2 separate regions of the Zea mays genome follow, and region 2 is linked to region 1. A link is a contact called in public Hi-C data. All regions are on one chromosome and are shown on one strand. Each heading gives the region's core, a stretch centred on a gene start, on an enhancer-like site or on the middle of the called end of the contact. The rest is flanking DNA. Distances are from core to core; before and after follow the strand shown. Region 1 has its middle 35 kb from the start of LOC100283426. Region 2 holds the start of LOC541618 (MAP kinase 2).

Evidence for each region. A called contact is a pair of places that touch in the nucleus more often than the background predicts.
Region 2: a contact with region 1 is called in a Hi-C map of bundle sheath, with 3 times the contacts expected there. The contact joins the promoter of LOC541618 here to the enhancer-like site in region 1. A contact is called at or near these places in 9 of 25 Hi-C or Micro-C datasets (bundle sheath, ear, leaf and 2 more).

The regions. Positions count from the first base shown.
Region 1 is chr9:20,481,859-20,486,532 of Zm-B73-REFERENCE-NAM-5.0, reverse strand. No RefSeq gene overlaps it. Among protein-coding and RNA genes, the nearest start is that of LOC100283426, 35 kb to the right of the region's middle. Within about 2 kb of position 2,857, at least 17 of the 20 cell types and tissues checked have an H3K27ac peak or open chromatin away from gene starts, as enhancers often do. A contact at or near this core is called in bundle sheath, ear, leaf and 1 more, where this site is marked.
Region 2 is chr9:20,683,539-20,688,212 of Zm-B73-REFERENCE-NAM-5.0, reverse strand. LOC541618 (MAP kinase 2) reads right to left here and starts at 2,501. Exons shown (of 6, transcript NM_001111373.2): 1 at 2,178-2,501; 2 at 1,953-2,082. The coding sequence starts at 2,422.

The DNA of each region.
Region 1 (4,674 bases), core at 1,608-4,107:
TTCCCAAATACAAGTCATCATCTTTGTTTGTGGCATATTTATCTTAATGCTGCAAAACATCTTAGTCATGTAATTTATAAGCACCCTAAGAAATTTTTACCTGCTTTTAAAAGTTGTGTCTATGAAGATAGGTCAGAGGAGTGTTTCAAAAAAAAGTGGAACGAACTGTTGACTGAATATAGCCTAGAAGAGAATTCATGGATGCTAAATCTATATGATTTAAGAGAAAAGTGGGCTGCAATTTATCGTGACTCTTTTACTGCTGATATGACAACAACCCAAAGGAGTGAAGGTATAAACAATGTCTTTAAGAAAAGATTCCGTAGGAAACTTGGTCTTTCCGAACTCATTATGGAGTGTGAAAAGGTTTCTGCTTCTCTTCGTGAAAATGAGTTGTATGAAGATTTTAAATCACGTACGAAGAATCTGTTATAAATGAATACGACACAAAGGGGATCAATCACAGAGAAGACACATATTTAACGTGGAAAACCCCTCTAAAGCGAAGGGGAAAAAACCACGGGCGCCGGCCAGCAACTTCTCACTATTTTCGGGTGGTTACAGATCGCACCCGGCGACGGGCCTCCGCTTCGCTCGCCAACTTGGCCGCCTTCTTCATAACTTGGATCACAAACTCAACAAAATCCAGTTAATTACATACCAAATCTTCCTTTGTTGAAGACTGCTGCTGAATCTTATACAAAGAGAATGTATAAAGCGTTCGAGGAAGAATTTAAAAACCAGTTTTCATTTTCCTGCAAATTAATACAGACTGAGGGGTCAATATCAAGATTTATGGTTACACATATGAACTCAAATTATGGAGCAATAGTTGTATTCAACATTGCAGATATGACTATTACATGTTCTTGCAGGAAGTTTGAATCCATAGGTATGTATCCACAATTTGAATTACAACTTTTCTTCCAATACAAGTTGCTTAACGCTAGCTTTTATATCTTGTAGGTATATTATGCAGACATGCATTGAAAGTATTCAATATAAATGATGTGTTCATGTTACCATCTCATTATGTACTGAACAGGTGGACTAAATATGCAAAAAGAGGTTTTTATATTGAAAAAAAGGAAATGAAAAGGAAAACTTGAAAGCACATGCTGCACGGTTGTCTCGTATGGCAACATCCCTTGCATTGAAGTGTTCAGTGTCAAAACCACTTCTTGATGATTTGGAGAGAGCCTTACAGAGGTTGGAATTGGAGGCTGATCATTCACTAAACAAGTTGGAAGAAACTAAGCTTCCTGTAATCTCAAATGACTGCAATATCGATACTGTAAATAGTAAAATATCATTTAGAGTTCCTCCGGTGATGCAAGGTGCAAAAAGTAAATGAGCAAAGAATGCAGTTGAAAAGAATACATGGAAGGAAAAGTTCTTTTGATAAAGGTTCTTATCCTCCCCATATCATTTCTTTCAATCATAGAGCAAGTATTGTTGGTAATATTTTTACTCCATACATTACACAGGAAAAAGTTCAAGAAACATAGACCAAAATACAGAACATGATCATGATCCAAAACATTTGACTGTAAGGCATACTAAACTATACTATTGTCCTTTTTTTATTAATTATTTTATCTAAATATTCTCTAAAAATGTTCATTGTTTACACAGAAATCTTTTGATGAAAGCATTGGTGCTAATATGACATTACACGATGTTGTAACCAATGATATGTGTGCGGATTTTCCAGCCATGGTTACTCCATTGATGCTAGGAGGATATACAAGCCTTTTACTTGGAGTTGATCAAGAAGCATCAGCTGCTCGAAAATTACATTTTGATGAAGCACATAATCACACCACATAAGCAGAAGGCACTCTTATATAAACTTCGATGTGACTGGAGGTGTAATAGTCCATTTGCATTGTTCTGGTGAAAATAGAAATCAGAACTGGTCATTACAATCACTAGTATAGAAGAACACACATGAACACACCAATAAACTATGATCTGTACTAGTATACATATAACACATGGTCATCTTTCATTCTCTTACAGCTTGAAAATCTCATGGGGGTGTTTTCTTCATTGTGTAGAAATTTTGAACTCAATCATTTGCTGCCAGGACTGATAGTTTCAATAATTTGTTGCCCTGGTCTTGACAACAGTGTGCATCAGTGCATGGCGCTGTTGTACATCATACTAAAGGTGTGGTGCAGCGGCAGCCAAAACCTCCAGCGATTCCAAATCCTAGCAGCAAAAATGCAAAATGATTAAATGAACTAGGCTTGTAAGTCTATAACCTCGATCCCAAATCCAACGAGTTCCGAAAATTTATAAAACTCCAACGCAATGCTTAAACAAAGCAAGTTAAGTCTAACTAGAATTCACTCCACCAAAGAGGAGCAAGCACTGCCTTCAAGCAGGTGTATCAGTCGTCTTCCCGTGGCAACACCATCGACCATCAAGCTCCAGCAAACTAAACCCCTCTCGAGCATTTGATCAAAAACCTCACGCGCGTGGTCCACACCGGCACCGCTTGAGCTGAGCACGGAGAGGAGAAAAAAAGGAGTCGACGAGCCGTCTGTAAGCAAGCCAGAGTAAAAGGAGCTATTACAGATGAGAAAGGAAAGGAGACAGAGGAGTCCATAAGTCGAGCCAGTTTCATTTCTTTGAGGTTTGTGGACGGACGCGTGTCGTCGATCCAAAGGCAGCTGCAGAGATGTTTTCCTACAGCCGGCGGTAGACAATTTTTTTTCCCTCGGACTAGTAGAGCGTGCGCTTCTTCTGCACCTCTGAGAGCTCGCGTTCATGACATTTTGACCGCCGTAACAAGGAGGTGCGTACCTGGACTCGGAGGCAGCGGGCAACTCGGGCTGGTAGAGTGTGCGCTTCTTGTGCACCTCCGAGAGCTGGCACGGCACACCATGGAAGGGCCTGGCCGCCTGGCTGCACGGGACCGGCAGCTGGCAAATCAGACTTTCTTGAATTTATGGATTTGTCTAACGGTTATTTTATAGTCGGAATTATTGCTTGAAATGACACTAAAATTCGAACGCCTGGTTTTTAGCATGTCACTGTTGAGTTGCTTCTAGGAAAAAAAAACTCCACAAATCCCATCCTAGTATATTCTGATAGCCTGTTTGTCCTGAGATTATTTTCCTAGGTTGCACCTTTTTAAAAGAACATAGCTCATAGGATGAATATGCAAATTGGTAATAAGAGTTTGGCAAAATTCACTTTTTTTTACCGGAGGCTGTGAAATGTGGATAATAAACCCAAGTGATGATCGCTGTCGCGGGCATAGAAAATAGCTCATAAGACGCACTAAGTTGTAAAGGAGGAAAACCAAGGGAAGAAGAAAAAACGCATCATTCTTCGAATCTTTGATTTGAAATTAGGCCGTTCCCTATAATAAAGAGGGTAGAGGTTGGATTAGGGGGGGGTGGGCCACGGCCCATTATCAGGGCTACATAATAGTACCACGCATTGTTCATGGCATGGCTATTGTGATACGTGTTCATGCTCGTTTCGTATTTGTTTTCGTGCCCTTCCTAACGACGTGTGATTTCTTGACTGGCCCAGCCCGTAAACTCGAGCGGCGAAAGCATTGGGCTTGGGCCAGGCCGGCCTAATGAAAGATTTGTCCAAGCTGGGGATAAAATGATGGCTCTATAGGTGTACATTTGGGCCGGGTCTGATGGACCGGCCCGAAGCACGAAAAAAAAACATGGCTCAGGCACAGGACGACACGAAATATTTTAGTGCCGGACCGGATTTGGACCGAGGTCGCGGTCCATGGGCGGGCACGAGCACGGCCCGTTTAAGTTAGGCACGAAATGGCCCATATAAAGGCACGAAATGGCGCATATATTTATTAAAACCACACTTTATTTCACACTTTCATGTATTTGATAAAGAACAAAAAGCTAGAGATAATGTTAGTTAGATGTTTTTTGTAGCTTTGAATTAGAGTATGTGATGTAATTTTATTTTTATTATGAACATTAGATAATAAACTAAACTTACGAACTTTATATAGAGCTGATTATAGTATTTTTCTTCCTAACAAAATGATTTGTAAACGAGGTAGTCATTGCATAGCTCTAATAACTTAATACAAATATTAAGTTTGCTTTTGGTCAAATTTATTTGTCTTATCTTTTATATGTTTTATTAAATTTATTTTGAATTTCGGGCCCTGCCGTGAATTCCGGGCCAAAAAACTGAATTTTGGGTCCTAATGTGAATTTCGGGCTTTTATAATTTCGGGCCGCCCGAAATGAGCCTGGCACGTTTAAGCAATTACGGGCTGGGCCGTGGGCCGAGGGTTAGGCCCGTGGGCCGGACCGGCCCGAAATTTAAATAATACGGACCTTTTCGGGCTTAGGCCGGATCGGGTGGTACGAATGTACACCTATAGATGGCTCTGGGCAGCCTTTTGCGAGCACAGGACGTTTGGTTCTTGGTGCAAAAAAAAAAAGAAAAAAAAACCAGAATCCCTCGTGTCTCAAAAAACATATCAAATAAAAAATGTTTTTTTGTATGAATCGAATCGTTATGTTGAACAGTGGCTATTAAGCTAAGGGACGGTCAACCGTCAACACAACCGACAACTGAGATGAAAGAAGAGATGACCGACAAAATCCGTAGTTCTGTACCCAGCCTATTAGTACGCGCTCAACTGTCGCAATATACCTACTATTTTTT
Region 2 (4,674 bases), core at 1,252-3,751, 200 kb before region 1:
AACAGCATTCTAACAGCTAGAGCCTAGAAGTCATACTTAAAACTGTTCCAACAAAATATAACTATGGCAGCAAGATGCAATGATTCGAATACTTCTATTTTTGGTGCAGAATGAAACCATAGCATAAAAATGTTCAAAGAGACACTGAGCTTCATTCCATGTCCCAAAGGTATCTCACCTCGAGCTCAAGTTACTTGAACTTAAAACTTAAATCAACAGTTCAGGGCAAGTTTAAAAGCACACACTTTATTTGAGCCACCCCGTAGTAGCCAAAGACATACAGCTGAATGAAGTGGGCACTTCTGCAACATGGTAAACGCTTATATAGAGCAAAAACAAAAGTGTTTTATCCTTGATTTTTAACTTGTGCTGTACGTTACTCGTTACTATAGATGTTACTATAGATGAGGTAGAGAAAAATGTGCAGCCCTTTTCTATGCAGTTTTAGCAAGTTTGTACTGTCATTCACAAGAGTATATAGTTTTTTTTACCTTTTGCAGGAAATCTGCATGCCAGGTTGCATATTTCTCCACATGCCATGTAATGCTTTTTTGGAGAACTCGGCCGATAGGGAAAAGACTGCCCCCACGGTATTATATTAAGAAGCTCAATCGGAGCCCCGACCGAGAAAGGCCACAAAAGTTAGCCCCCCGTGCAGCATGAGAGTCCGCCCCCTATAGGCCAGACCTTTACTCATGCTTTGAGCCCTCCCAGTCCCTACACGAGGATCCGCCCCCCATAGGTCAGTCCATCTCGTACGCACACAACCAGGGGAACCAGCGAGTGACCTTTTTTAACCTCAACCTAAAATTCGCTCCCACGGGTATTCGAACTCAGGACCTAAGGGTGCTACTCAGACCACCTAACCAACTCAGCTAGAGGCCCTTTCACGCTTTTCGGAGAACTGGTATGCAGAAGAGCACAAATAGTATGACTTAAACGACCGTTAAGGAAGTCGAGGCATAAGTAGCTGACCAAGAATGCACACGGTCTCAATCAAGTTCATTAATTAACTACTAACCGTACCTTGCCTAATCTGAACTCCAAAGATTTGCTTCTATATCCATAACCGTCGAACAACAGAAAGGAACATGGAGACACAACATTCGTGCATGTGGCTCATGCCATGTTACTTATTAGTTTAACAAGATAGTGATCTAGTCGCTACAAATCTACTAACCATATTCGAACCTGGTGCAGCTTTCCAACAGGTTACAAGCTGTAACGGCAGGTTATTCGTGTAACCGTCTTTTGCCTTCCGACACAGATCATGAAAAACTGTCTCTTCTGACAAGCTAAAATGATTCTTCAGCCATATGTAAATACCGGTCAAATCCAATAAAATTGGGAATCCTGTGACTTAGTCTTTCGCATTAAAGGTCCGAGGTCAGCATACATACAAAAAAGTCTAAACAGGTCTTCCCAATACTACTAACATAAGATCCTAGTCTCCTACCAACCGAGTATTCACTCCACTACATTCCCATCGGATTGGAACGATCTAGCAAAAAGGCCAGCACTAGGTTGGTCCTCAAGTGACTCACTCACTTCTGACATCAGCAGGCAAGAGCAACATGCACCGCACTGCTGCTCCATGTTCTCTCGTCATTTCTGCCCTCAAGTTCTTCAAGAACACAATGAATAGCATCTCAAAAGGTGGTCGGGTCCCTTAAAAGGCATGGCTACGATTGCTATTCCTGAACTTCACCCTCCCCGTCCCAGCCAAGACGAGGGAGGGCTAGGCGACCTGTCGCGAACGAACTCAATCATTGAAGTAACTAACACCAACCTCCCCAAAATTTAATGCGACCAACAGGCGGGCATTTAACGAGAATCCCCGATATGCTCTCCTCGCTAGAGAACAGGAAAAACGAAAAGAAAAAAAGAGAGAGGAAATTCTAGGATCGTTGGACAGGAGAGGTGGATGGATCGGAGTTGCTCGGGCGACTGACATTCTCGTGGTCCATGTGGCGGAGCAGCTTGATCTCGCGGAGCGTGCGCTTGGCATCGATCTTGTTGTCGAAGGCGTTGGCGATCTTCTTGATGGCCACCTGCTCCGCCGTCTCGGAGTTGAGCGCCGAGCTGGGCAGTGGGCATACCATGAAATCACAAATCAGAGATGCCAGTCAGAAGCGGCCCCAAACGACGCGAATCGGAGGCGAGGGGAGCGGGCGGACCAGACGATGCCGTAGGCGCCCTTGCCGATGGGGAGGACGGGGGGCTTGTACTTGGCGGTGACCTCGAACACGTTGCCGAAGATGTTGTACTGGATGAAGCGGCCGCCGTGGCTGAGCGTCGCCTGGATGTTGTCCAACATCACGCCCCCGCCCACCGGCGGCAGTGGCTGCTGCGGCGGCTGCCCTCCGCCGCCCGCGCCGGCCTCCGACATCTCGGTGTCCGGGGGCTGCCCCCCGCCGTCCATGGCCGCGGATTTGGATCGCGACGAGGAGAAGGGGACGGAAGGGAAAGTGGGGGTGGAGGTGGGGGAAATGCGAATTCGTTGCTGCGAGATTTGGGTCTATTTTAGCAGAAGAGAGGCTCCTCTCTCTCTCTCTGTATATATATTCCCACTCTCTCTTTCTCCTCCTAGGCTGCCTCGCCTCGCTCCTAGCCGAGTTGCCGGCGTGGAGATATGGGTAAAAAAATGTTTGTGTGGAATAGGCTACGAGTAACGAGTACCAAACCTGCGAGAAGCGAGGCGGTGTGCCGGCGTTGGAGAGGCCTGAGATGCTTCAGTCGACGTGTTGCGTTGCATCTTGCATGATTTGGCATGTTTGATATCATTTTTCTGGACTTTCAACTTTAGAGGCCGTTTGAGAGAGTTTTAGCTTTAATTTCTTTAAGGCGCCGTTTGTTTGGTTGGAATTGATTTCCATTTTAATAATTATAATTTAGATTATTTATATATGTAATATATTTGTATATTATCCTAAATTATATGAGAGATATAGTTATATACTATATTTATATTATAGTGAAGCAAGTAGAAGAGTGTGCTATAAATTGTACATCGAAAAAATAGCATGTAAATCTATAAAATCAATTTTCATCTCTCACCCCATGAATTTGAGATATGCTTACATGTTAACTTTGGAAAGTGGTGGAATATCACATTCTAAAAAATAGTCTATTCTATTAGTAAGATTCCAAATTCCTCAAAATGAAAGAAACAAACGGGACCTAAAGAAAATCACTCTCAGCCAAAACACTTAGAGCGTTTGGCAGAGCTCCCACAGCTTCACTCCCGGCGAAAATCATTCTCACGCAGCCAAACAGCAAAAAAGTAAACTGCCCCCATAGTGAGAGTGGAGTAAATCTAGTCACCGTTTTTGTCGGCGTTTCGACCCCGGGGTCCCTGGACCGACGAGTAAATTGTCGATGCGTGTCCTAGCCCAGATGGGTCGGCGCGAGACGGAACACAAGGGGGAACAATAAGGGGAACCGCGGCCTCTTGTTTATCCTGCGCCTAGGGCGGATGCGCTTGCAGGGGTTACAAGCGTTCGCGAGGGAGAGAGAGACTTGTTCGTCAGCCCGTCCTCCCGCGCGGCCGCCTTTTGTACGAGGGCCCTGGACCTTCCTTTTATAGACGTAAGGAGAAGGCCCAGGTGTACAATGGGGAGCGTAGCAATGTGCTAACGTGTCTAGCAGAGAGGAGCCAGAGTCCTATGTACATGCCGACGTGGCTGTTGGAGAGGTGTTGGTGCCCTGTTCATGTGATGTCGTGGCCGTCGGAGGAGCGCTTGAGCCCTGTAGGAGCACAGCTGTCGGAGCTGTCGGGTCCTTGCTGACGTCTCCTTGCTTCCGTAGGGGGCTGAGAACCGCTGTCATCATGGAGCACGCGGGGTGCCATCATTACTTATTTACCGTGGCGAGCCAGATGGGACGCCGGTCTTGTTCCCCGTAGTCTGAGCTAGCTAGGGGTAGGGTAATGATGTACCCCCCTGCGGCGTGGTCGGTTCGAGCCCAAGGTCGGGCGAGGCGGAGGCTCCTCCGAGGTCGAGGCTGAGTCCGAGCCCTGGGGTCGGGCGAGGTGGAGACCGTCGTCCGAGGTCGAGGTTGAGTCCGAGCCCTGGGGTCGGGCAAGGCGAAGACCGTCGTCCGAGGTCGAGGTTGAGTCCGAGCCCTGGGGTCGGGCGAGGCGGAGTCCGTCGTTCGAGGTCGAGGTTGAGTCCGAGCCCCGAGGGTCGGGCGAGGCGGAGACCGTCGTCCGAGGTCGAGGTTGAGTCCGAGCCCTGGGGTCGGGCGAGGCGGAGACCGTCGTCCGAGGTCGAGGTTGAGTCCGAGCCCTGGGGTCGGGCGAGGCGGAGCTTCCTATGGCGCCTGAGGCCGGACTTGGCGGCTGTCAGCCTCACCCTGACGGGTGGCACAGCAGTCGGAGCAGCGCAGGCGGCGCTGTTTTCTTGTCAGGTCAGCTAGTGGAGGGGCGAAGTGACTGCGGTCACTTCGGCTCTATCGACTGAAGAGCGCACGTCAGGATAAGGTGTCAGGCGATCCTTGCATTGAATGCTCCTGCGATCCGATCGGCTGGCGAGGTGATCTTGGCCAAGGTTGCTTCTCCGCGAAGCCTGCCCGAGCTGGGCCTCGGGCGAGTCGGAGGTGCGCCCGTTGCTTGAGGAGGCCCTCGGGCGAGGCGTGAATCTGCCTGGGTCTGATGTTCCTGCCCGAGGCTAGGCT